Linked DNA regions of Hordeum vulgare: all the other regions are linked to region 3. The links are chromatin contacts, called in public Hi-C maps. All regions are on one chromosome and are shown on one strand. Each heading gives the region's core, a stretch centred on a gene start, on an enhancer-like site or on the middle of the called end of the contact. The rest is flanking DNA. Distances are from core to core; before and after follow the strand shown. Region 1 has its middle 100 kb from the start of LOC123402395. Region 2 has its middle 120 kb from the start of LOC123402395. Region 3 has its middle 140 kb from the start of LOC123403066.

The links. A called contact is a pair of places that touch in the nucleus more often than the background predicts.
Region 1: a contact with region 3 is called in a Hi-C map of an unstated tissue, with 10 times the contacts expected there. The contact joins two enhancer-like sites. A contact is called at or near these places in 2 of 6 Hi-C or Micro-C datasets (seedling and an unstated tissue).
Region 2: a contact with region 3 is called in a Hi-C map of leaf, with 4 times the contacts expected there. The contact joins two enhancer-like sites. A contact is called at or near these places in 2 of 6 Hi-C or Micro-C datasets (leaf and seedling).

The regions. Positions count from the first base shown.
Region 1 is chr6H:434,477,153-434,480,847 of MorexV3_pseudomolecules_assembly, forward strand. No RefSeq gene overlaps it. Among protein-coding and RNA genes, the nearest start is that of LOC123402395, 100 kb to the left of the region's middle. Within about 2 kb of position 2,394, at least 2 of the 3 cell types and tissues checked have open chromatin away from gene starts, as enhancers often do.
Region 2 is chr6H:434,494,262-434,498,483 of MorexV3_pseudomolecules_assembly, forward strand. No RefSeq gene overlaps it. Among protein-coding and RNA genes, the nearest start is that of LOC123402395, 120 kb to the left of the region's middle. Within about 2 kb of position 1,765, at least 3 of the 3 cell types and tissues checked have open chromatin away from gene starts, as enhancers often do. A contact at or near this core is called in leaf, where this site is marked.
Region 3 is chr6H:434,852,642-434,856,427 of MorexV3_pseudomolecules_assembly, forward strand. No RefSeq gene overlaps it. Among protein-coding and RNA genes, the nearest start is that of LOC123403066, 140 kb to the left of the region's middle. Within about 2 kb of position 2,145, at least 2 of the 3 cell types and tissues checked have open chromatin away from gene starts, as enhancers often do. A contact at or near this core is called in leaf, where this site is marked.

The DNA.
Region 1 (3,695 bases), core at 1,144-3,643, 380 kb before region 3:
TTGGTTGAAAGGTTGGCAGACCGTCATAATAAGGGACATTTAAGACCCCCCCCCCCCCCCCCAAACCCACCGCGGTCTCTAGGAAATCATGTGTCAATAAGGATGTCGACTCAACCAACGAGATTAAGGCATCTTGTATCTACCTGGCTATGCAATGGGCGATTCCGAGGTGATGTATATTGTGTTAAAAGGTCAGCTATTCGCATAGGAGAAGAATAGAGTAGAGTCGCTCGACCCATTTAGGTAGGGAGCCCATTTTGGGGAACCTTTCGAAGGTTTTGCTCCAATTGTGTTTCGTTATATATTTTTCATATTGTTTTATTTTTTAAATTTTAGAAAATAATCATGATTTTAACAAAGTGTTCCTTTTAAAAAACTGTTCAGACTTTCAAAAGTTCTTCTTGATGTTTAAGACTATTCAAAGAAATGTCAAGATTCTGAAAATATTCATGTTTGAAAAAGAAGTTCAGATTTTATATAAATACTTCAAGACAGTTTCAAATAATGTTTTATTTTTCTCACAATTTTCACAAAATAGTTCTCAAAGTTTCAAAAAGATCCGCATTAAAAATGATAATTTAAAATAAATCTATATTAGCAAATAGTTCCATAGGAAAACAATTTGAAAACCAAAGAGAAAAACAAAAGAAAAATCACTAGACAGGAGTGCTCCATGCATGCCCCCGTTGTCCAGCCCATGTCCCATCCCTATGTGTGATTTGATGACAAATTGAAGCAGAATGCGTCAAATAGAAGGGAACAAGTCAAATAGGAGGCCCCTCGTCGATGAATCCCCCTATTGCTTTGTGCGAAGTAATCTTGGCCAATGGCACCGCGAGAACTATATCTCCCATTAAGCAAGATGGAAGCTCCTCTCGGTGAAGCATCTATAGTAATTACCCTGACCCACTATAGCACAGTTACAAAACTACAAAAATGGCATGAGCAGGATTCTATCCCATGATCGACAGTTACAATGTACTTCCTCTGTCAACTATATAAGAGTGTTTAGATCACCACTCTAGTGATCTAAACAATTGTACATTAGTTGATAGAGGGAGTAACAAATTAACCACTGCGTCACCTAGCAGGTTTGTATTTTGCTACAAGGGCGCAATCTCGTTACAGGAAATAAGGCAGTTTTCTATTGGTTTTCCCTGGGGTTTTTCAAGTTTGTTTTTTTCTTCATGTCTTTTCTGTTTTTATAAAAAAAATCTTTCTATCATGTTTTCAATTTTTCTTTGTTTCTTTCGCTGTTTTCACTAGCTTTTTTCTTTTCTTCATTTTTCCTCGGTTTTGTTTGCTTCTTTTTTTATTTATAATCGATTTTACTTTGTTTCCTCTCTCGGTTTCAGTGTTTTCTATACACACTTTTGGTATATCAAATCCATTTTTTCAGTAATATTTAATATTTTTCAAATACAAGTTTAATGGCAATCAACATTTTCTTAACACATATTTAACATTTTTAAAATGCTTGGTTACCATTTTACATATATCAAATAAAAAAAATATTACATGGTCAACATTTCTTTTCTATACAATTTTAACATTGTTTTCAAATGCTTAACTAGCATTTTCAAATAAAAGTTTAACATTTTTTAATATAGGGTCAATATTTCTTATATACACAATTAACTTTTTATCAAAGAGAAGTTTAACATTTTTAATACATTTTTAACTTTTATTTTACACATTTAACCTTTTTAAAGTAAAAGTATAACAATTTTTTGATACACATTTAAAAAAATTCAAAGAAAAGTTTAACATTTTTTGAATACATTGTCAGTATTTGTTTCTATACAGATTTTGCATTTTCCAAATACAAGTTTAACTTTTCTGAGTACATGGAAAACATTTTTGTATAAATATTTAACATTTTTAAGCAAGAAGTTTAACAATTTAATACATGTTCAACATTTTTATATACACGTTTAACATTTTTCAAATACAGGTTTAACAACTTTTTAAAACATAGTAAACTTTTTCTTATTCACATTGAAAAAATTCAAATACTAGTTTATTTTTAACACTTCTTCAACTTTTTTTAAATGTTGGTATTGATATCTTCAAATACAGGGTCTACAATTTTTCTATATACATTTCACATTGTATAATTTTTGTATACATGAGAAATAATTTTTGATACACATTAAGCAATTTTTGAACGCATGATTAACATTTTTTAAAATATTTTACGTAAAGTATTTTATGGAATATGGAATATCCAAATATATAAATAAAGTAAAGAAAAACGAATACATAATACGTAAAAAGAGAAGAGAATATGTCATGTGGACAACGGCAGGATGGGCCAGGTCATTATGGAGCTTGCCTTTAGCGAGACTTCCTGTCGTCTTGCTTTAGATGAGACATATCGGGCAAATCCTATTTGGCGCTGCAGGCGCCCGTTAATGTGTATTTTTGGTAACAGGCGCCTTGCGCATCGTGCACTGGACCGGCCCATATAGTTGTTTGAGTGGTTATTCTTCTATATTTTTAATACGCAAAAATAATCACGCGCCGTTGAGTTTCAAACCAAAGACCTCCTTCTTTACACACTTGTGGAAACCACCAGGCCAAGCAACAAGATGACGATCATTCGAACCCTTCCTTTCCTTTATTCTATCCCTTCCATTCTCTCTTTCTTTCACTTGTTTTGTTTGGCCTTTTCCCTTTTCTTTTCTATTTTTCCTTTTTTCTTCTTACTGGGTCAATAATCTATCTTGCAAATACGTGAACCTTTTCTTCAAATCTTTGAAAAGTTTCAAATTCAATGAAGTTTTTTCAATTTGAAGAACTTTAAAAAAACTATTTAATTTTTATTTAAAATCTGTTATATTTTTTCCATTATTTTATGAACTGTTTTCAAATCAATGAAACTATTTTCCAAATCTGCTGAACTTTTTTCAAAATCGATGAAATTTTTTGGGATCCCATGAACCTATTTTCCAAACCCGCTGAACTTTTTTCAAAATTGATGAATTTTTTTCGTATCCGCTGAACTTGTTTCAAAATCGATGAATTTGTTTTGGATCTGATGAACTATTTCTAATTATGATGAAATTTTCTCAAATATGATGAACTTTTTTTCTAATTCTATGAACCTTTTTCAAATTGAATGAACTTTTTTCAAATTGGATGAACTATTTTATAAAATTGAAGAACTTTTTTCAGTTTTGTGAACTTTTTTTTAAATTGATGAACTAATTTTCAAAATCTATGAACCTTTTTCAAATTTAATGAACTATTTCAAATATGATAAACTTTTTTTAAAATTGATGGACTGTTTTAAAAAAAATTGTGAACACTTTTCAATTTTTGTGAACTACTTTTTTAAATTGATGGACTTTAAAAAAATTGATGAACTTTTTTCAAACCCGAAGAAGTTTTTTCAATTAGATGAACTTTTTCCAAATCCGATGAACGTTTTTCAAATCTTATGGACTTTTTTCAAAATTCGTGAACATTTTGAAAATTCGGTCAACTTTTTTAAGAGTAGATGGACTTTTTCCTAAATTTATGAAGTATTTTTAAATTTGATGAACTTAGTTTTTCAAATATGAAGAACTCTTTTAAAAACCGATGATCCTTTTTTAACATCGATGAACCTTTTTCATTTCCACGAACCTTTTCCAATTTGTATGAAACTCCTTCTCAAATTCATGACGAGTCATATCGGCACCCAATAGCAC
Region 2 (4,222 bases), core at 515-3,014, 360 kb before region 3:
AGTGACAACCTCTAATGAAAAAAATTCAACATGAGGTTTTGGGGACTGATCTGCGCCGGCGCCCCGGCCGCACGATCCACCAACCCCGCATCGTCCGCACCATTGAAACTCCATGCAATATTTTTTCCTCCGATGCAGCAAATTTCGGCGTGATGCAGCAATTTTTTCAATGATTGCAACAAAAAACAAAAAATATAGCAAAAAAAATATCTATGTGATCGTATAGAAAAACGAAGCTGATGGTGCGTGATAGCAAAAGTCAAACACCGGTTGTAGCAAATATCTACGTGACATGGATGCAACTTTTGAGTGAACGATTGCAGCAAAAAATGATGTCGGTTGTAGCAAAAATTAACACGGTTGTAGCAAAAGTAAAAAACAACGATTGTAACGAAAAATCCGACAAACTGGAGTTGCAACCAACCGTGGATGCAGCTTTTTTAGCGGACATATGTAGCAAAACAAAACGCTCGTAGCAAATATGACACCGATTATTTTAGACGAAAAAAATTGCATGCCAAGTCAGCGGACGCCCGCGCGGTCGCGTCCGGCCGGCCGAACGGTTCGGCCGGCGCATCGGCCAGAAGCATTTCCCTAATGTTTTTTTATTCATCTTGTGTCAATTTTGCTATTGGGGTCATCTCGTTTCGAGGTCATATATGACATGTGGGTCCCAAAACATAATTGTTGTCTACGTGTAATTTTCAAAGATCTAAACGGGACGTGGAGTCTTGTACGGGAAGTCCACTGCCTCATATATGTGGGGTTTGAACAACAGATAATCGATCAATCAATCTATCATTTTTATCTTTTACCTTTCCTTCACTAGCCTAGTTTTGTTCTTTCTCGTTTTCTTCGTTGTTCTTCTTATTACGCGCACCTTACAGGTTCCCTTCCAGATGTGTGGGTTTAGGGTCAAAAAAAAAAAAGATTTCACCGATGTGTCCTGTATATCACGCTTTCGACGAGTCTCCTCCCGCGACGTGTCATGCATACCGTGTTCGATGCCGGAGGTACATGATGGCATGTTCCTTTGTGAACATACTTTTTAACGACTTCCTTGGGGATAAAGTTTCTAATGGTCCATCGTAATCGTTGTAGCTACGAAGGGTTCATCATATAAAGAATCTATAAAGGTAATGTGAATAACTAATTCACTTATTTACATGCAAATAATTCATAAGTTATTGATCGTTTAGCGAGCATGTACCAGCTAGCCCTAATTTCATCAGTCATGCATCAGAATGGTCGATGTTGTGGGCCTACTTAGTCGGCTGATCAGAGTACTAGTGACTATGCTTAAAATGGGTATTACACTCGCCTTGTTATGCTGAGAGCCTGTAATGGGCGGTGTATCTGTCAGATGCTACATGTACAGTGCCAGGAGTACAATTCATAGTAGGAATCCCAGTCTGCATGTGTTGATGGACAGTGTGTCAAAGTCATAACTAACAGTTGGCATGGCATGGATGTAGCTATGCACAAGCCAGCAGAGATGCAATCAGTATTCTACTAGTACATCATTACCTGTGTATCAAGTGTCAGCATTGTCGTTCCTATGATCAGAAATGTGCAACACGAGACTGAGATGGCTAACTATGTACTGTTAAACAGCTGATGTATACGGGTAACTCTGTCACCAATCATCACTAAATTAGCAGTACCTTTGCTTCCATATGGGATCAAAAAGAGGGCGACGTCCGGTGACAAAGAGGAGAGCGACGCCGAGCACCTGTCAACAGTGACACCCACTGCCGAGCAGAGCACCCGCCCCGCGCGCCGCGATCTAGACACGGGCCGCCGCTGTTCCGGCCCCGACCAGGCAACAGCGTTTATCCTTGCGCAACATCTGAATCATTTCCCACGCGACGGGCGGCCATGCCGCCGCGGACGCAAAATTCCAGCTTCCTACCGCCGGCTCCGCGTGTCGTGCGGAATTCGGCACAAGGAACATGTCTCTCGTGAGAGCAAAGCTCCGATGCACTGCATTTGCGCCGACAGGCCAACGAGTGGCGCATAGTGCGGGTGAGACGAGCTAAGTGGCGCCGACGGATACAGGATACCAGTGCCCGGCCGGCAGGCTCGCCACTCGGCGGTCACTGGCTGTATATTGTCAACCATCTGTCCCTTCCACCGACGTCGCCCGACCGAAGCGAATGGAATGGCTTTTGGCGGTGGGCCGGGGGCTTCTTCGTGCAGATCGCGGTGGCGAGGGCGGTTGGGGAGAGAATGCTGTCACCTCTCCTTTTTTTCCTTGGAGAAAATTCGTTATTTTTTTTAAATGAAGACAAATTTTTTGCCTTATCTCATTTATATAAAAAAACTGTTTGATTAATTGTTGACGGGATAACCCCGGATAGGTCAAAAGCAAGCCTTTCTCCGTTCCCCTTTGAAAATCATATACACGACGACCGCTTTTTCATGAAGGACCGGTTGCTCATGGCCGGCTACACGGTCGAGCCGGCTAGGTAAGACCGCTCTCCATCCGGCTCGACTACATCCCACCAGCCGGCGGGTCAGCCCCCAACACATCACCCTGACAAACCGCGCCATGGGCATCATCATCAAAGACATGACTACAACGAAGTCGGCACGACGTGGTAACAGTGCAGCCGACCGTATCACTGACCAAAGCCGGCTACACAAGACAACGCACAGAATGCGGCGCACACCCCTGCTTAAGAAGCACGCACCAATGGCGACGCGTGTCCGGTGGGCCCCGGCTCCTGGCAGGACCCAGCAGCCGACGGGCCCCTACTTGCGACAAGACTTCTCCAACCGGTGGGCCCCGTGGCCAGCTCGAGAGGCTGCCAGCCGGGTCCCACCTGATACCCTTTATACTTATTGTAAGCAATGAGCTGGCATATAAAACCCCCTGATACCATCCCATGCAGGGGGTCGGCCGATCACATACTTACACCACACACGAGAGGCAAAGAGAGCCCCCAACTCCTTCTTGTTCCTCCATCATACAGCTCAAGGAGCATATGGTAGCCTCATCCAGTTTATCAAACAACACAAGCAGGACTAGGGGTGTTACCTTTCAAGGAGGGCCCGAAGCTGGGTACATCGAGTGTCTCGCACCGCTTGTCCCCAATCCAATTTGCGGAGCCCGTCAGCGTTCTTACGGTCCCAACCACGTACGATTAGCCACCCCATGGTATCTCTCGTGAGAAAACGACGACAGTTGGCGCCCATTATGGGGCCGTCCGCAGCGCCGATCGGAGTCACGCTTCAGGCGGAACCCCTCACCAACTCCGTCGGATGCATCGCGTCCGGACTGATCACCACGCCCGTGGAGCTTACCCTCGTGGAAGCTTCCGCGGCATTGAGCCCCATCTCCGCCTGCTCTGTAGGCCTCGCCGTCGCTTCTCCCGACGAGTCGTCCCCTAGCCACACCTCGCCCGACATCTACGACCTCTGCGAGCTCTTCAGCAAGCTGCGGCTCGACGACGTGCGTGCGTTCGACGAGTACCCCAGCGAAGTGTTGGACTGCACCGACCCGCCATCATTCCGGGAGCAACCGTCTCGAGCGGTGCCTGTGACCTTCGCATCCTCACGGAGGTGATGGTCACTGGCTCCACCACGAGCTCCGGTCGCGCTAGGGCACAAGCGGACCCAGCCGTCGCCGCGGCTCGTGCCAGAGCCAGGCACGTGCGACCGCCACCGCGGCTCGCCCTAGCCTCTCCGATCCTCTCCGCTCCACACTTCAGGGGTTGAGCACCATCATCGCACCAATGGCTACCCATCCATAGCCACGGCTGAGTTGGAAATGGCTCGCCGACAGCTGCTCGCGGAGACCACCGCCCTCGCGTGTGCCAAATGCCAGATGGAGGTTGCGCACCGCGTGTACAACTCTGCCTACATCCTCACCCCGGCTAGCAACGAACCCAATCGGCACGGTGAGGTTCATAGCAGCAGACGCGTAGTCGTCGAGATCCTTGGCGGCAGGCTCCCCACCTACGAAAATCCCGCGGCCAACATGAGGGCCACCCAGATGGCCTACGAGGAGTTGGCCACCATGGAGGGTGAGAAACGTGTGCAACAAGAAAAGCACATCCAAGACCTCATCGCTGCTGCCTACTCGCAACAGGCTCGCTTCGACCCGGACTACCCCGGCACCGAGTCGCCTCTCCCCGGGGATGAGGACCTACGGACGGCCTTTGGCCTCCAACAGGCCCAACACTCTCTCCCCCAGCAAAGAGACGAGCAACCGTCAGTC
Region 3 (3,786 bases), core at 895-3,394:
CTGTCTCCAGATCAGCCGACGCTTTCCCCGTTCCACCACCCTGACGAGGGGCACCAGACGAGGACGCCATTGCAAGGGAGGGAGTCTCGCGGGGAGGATCCGTTGCGAGGGAAGTATCCAATCCTCAACGGCGGTGGTGATCCGCCGGAGTAGGAATCCTAAACCCTAGTCGCCGCTAGGGTTAGTCTACACGTAGGAGCAGAAGATATTCCACATGCACTATTTGCATGTGAGCGAGCCAAGGCGTTTCAGCCGTCTCTCGGCCCACATGAAGTAAAAGAGATGCCTTGCTTGTGGACATATCGGGCTCCAAAGTGATCGAGTTTCTTTCTGTGTGAGAGTAACTATCACCGCCCCTCCCTCGACATGGATCCAATTAATATGTAGAAAGTTATTGTTGCTTCGTGTTGTTACATATGGTGGCAGAGACGACAAATAGTTTGTGAAGAACTCGTGCAAACTCCAGACCGAACCACACTAGCCATGAACTTCGTCCGTGCAGCGAAAGACCGGGTGCTTGATGTAACACCCATTCACAAACGGGATCCGTTTGTGAATGGGTGCATACTCCATATGCCCGAGAAAACCAGTGGACATCAAATATTGAACATGTACAACACTTTCACGAAGGATGACAGCTGAAACATAAATAATTAGAACATATTTAGAAAAATATATTAGAAAACAATTGTCACTATGTGTTTTGGAAAAACTCGAGTCTGTATACTCCATCCGTCTGGAATTACTTGTCACACATGGATAAAAAAGGATGTATCTAAAATTAAAATACATCTAAATACATCCATTCTTATAAGAAGTATTTTCAGACAGAGAAAGTATAATATAAAATTTTATTCATGGTATGTGAATAAACTTCAGTACACATTAGAAAATCACTATCTATACATAATAATAATAATAATAATAATAATAATAATAAGCTATCCATAAAGTTGAAGGAAATTATTCATCATGCCACCCACAAGTGAAAAAAACTCTTCATTAATTGTTTTTATGATTTTTCTGTTATCAATGAAACTGTCCCTGAAAGTGAAATAGGTTAACCACCCCCCCCCCCCACCCGTAAGTGGAAACAACCATTTGTTATTTATTTTTCTCTGAATATTTCGTCCGTCATCAAAAGTTACCCTAAAGTCAAAGTAATTACCCACCTGACCAACAATAAAATCAAAAAAGACGAGCGTTCCTCCGTACTATTCTCATGCACGCACCGATGATGTACTCAAAAAGAAGAAAAAATACACGCATCCAGGATTAAGTCCAACATCGATCCAATATGAACATATTAGAATCTTAGAAGGCACATGTCTTACATCCGCATGCTCGTCGCTTGGTACACAAATATTCAAGTACATGTATACACATAGAGTGTGAATATTTGAAACATTATTTAAAAACCATGATTTTGTTATCCCGTTGCAAGGAATGGCCTTTTTCTAGTATATACTCCCTCCGTCCAAAAATACTTGTCATATGAATGGATGTATCTAGATGTATTTTAATTCTAGATACATCCATTTGTATCCATTTGCGCGACAGGTATTTTCGAACGGAGGGAATTTAAAAGAAGTTCAGTACATTAAAAAAGTTCATCGTATAAATTTTCAATACATATTTAAAAATCACTATATGTGAAAAATCATTGTATATTAAAAAATCTCCAATATGTATTTGAAAAATATTGACTCTATGCTATCTCTATCTGTTCCTACATATAAGATCTTTTAGAGATTTTACTATGGGCTATATACGAATGTATATAGATATATTTTAGAATATAGATTCACTCATTTTGCTCCGTATTTAATAATTAAATTTCTAAAAGGTTTTATATTTAAAAACAAAGAAAGTAAAATGTTTATATTTTAAAAAATTTAATAGTAAAGTACTAAAATTAGGAAAATAAAATTAAAAAGTAAAAAATAAAAAAAACCCATAGATAAAATATAAATTAAAACAAATAGAAAAGATAAATCATAATCAGAAAATATGAAAGGAAAAATAGTAGAGAACAAAACAAAAGCGGCACACGTGAGAGATTTCCTCTGACGCTTATGCACCCATTCACAAACGGATACCGTAACGCATGCCTCCACTGGTAATAGATGGGCCGGACATCTCTTGTCCATATTATTCGCTAAAACGTTTGAAAAAAGGGCACAAGCGACACCCACCACTACGATATTGACGACCACCGGTTACAAACATGTGTTTTTTATTTTTATTTGTTTTTTCGGTATCGGGAATCCTTCAATTTTAGTAAGCTTTCATAAGCCTCCCAAGCCATTTTAACCTGATTTGCTGATCATTTGCGGGCCGTTTTATTCGGGTTTTACCTTTTCATTTTATCTTCTATTTTAATGCGTGATTTTTTTTTAAAGTTCGTATTTTATTCCAAATTTATGAATGTCTTTATTAAATAATTTAGAGAAACTTCTATCACATGTAGTGAACTCTATTAAAATTTGATGAACTTTTTATTAAATTTGATTAACATTTTTCAAATTCATTGCACATTTTTAAAATTTGATGAACTTTTTCAAATTTTCATGATTGTTTTTCAAATTCGATAAATTTTCTAAAATTTATTGAACTTTTTTAAATTTGATGTTTTTTGTCAAAATTCATGAAAATTTATTTAATTGAATATAAAACTCAAATTTTATGAATTTTTTCAAATCCAATGAAGCTTTTCCCATTCGATGAACTTTTTTTTTTAAATTGACGAACTTTTGTAATAAACAGTAGAACGAAATAGAAAATTAGCAGAGGCCAAACTCGAAACAGTCAGAAATGGGCCAGACTTGAAACCAGGCCGAACTGTAAACGTGCAGGCGACAAGCTGGCTAATCGGCGTTGAAGGCGCCGACTAGGGAAAACCCTATTAACCTCTCTGTGCGAAGCGGTGTCGAACCTTCGCACAAAGCTGGCGGGTGATCGGGTGGGCCCAGGTAGCGGGGCTATAGAGCCCGGTTTTGGGAATGTTCTCAGTCGCTTTTTCGGTTTTGGGAAACTTCTATAAAGTTTTTTGAGCCGTTTTTGTTTTCTTTTTCATTTTTCCTTATTCTTTTCTATTTTTTTCCTTTCTATTTCTGTTTTAAAAAATGTTCCAGAATTTCAAAAAATATATTTTGATTTTCAAAAAATGTTCTCGGTATAAATAAAATGTTCTTTATTTTCCAAAAATTGTTCTAGGTTTAAAATTTTGTTTTTAAGATTCAAATTCGTTTTCAGTTTCAAAACCAATTCTTAAGATTCAAAACTGTGTGTGTATTAAAAAATTGTTCGCACTTTCAAATTTGTTCCGGATTTTTCAAAATTGTTCTCAGTTTTAAAATTTATTCTCAAAGTTCAAAAAATGTTCGTGCTTTAAAAATTTATCCGTGCTTCCAAATTTGCTTGGGTTTTTTCAAATTTGTTATTAGTTCCAAATTTTATTCTCAACATTTAACAAATGTTCGTGATTTAAAAAATAGTTCACGCTTCCATATTTGTTCACGATTTTTCAGAATTGTTCTCGGTTTCAATTTTTTTTCTCAAAATTCAAAAAATGTTCGTGCTTTCAAATTTGTTTGGGTTTTTTTTTTCAAAATTGTTCTCCTTTTCAAAATTTTGTTTTTAAGATTGAAAAAAATGTTCGTGTCTAAATAAATTATTCGTGTTACCAAATTTGTTAACGTTTTTTCAAAATTGTTCTTAATTTTAAATTTTGTGCTCAAAATTCAAAAAAAAAATCGTGCTTCAAATTTTTTTCGGGGTTTTTCA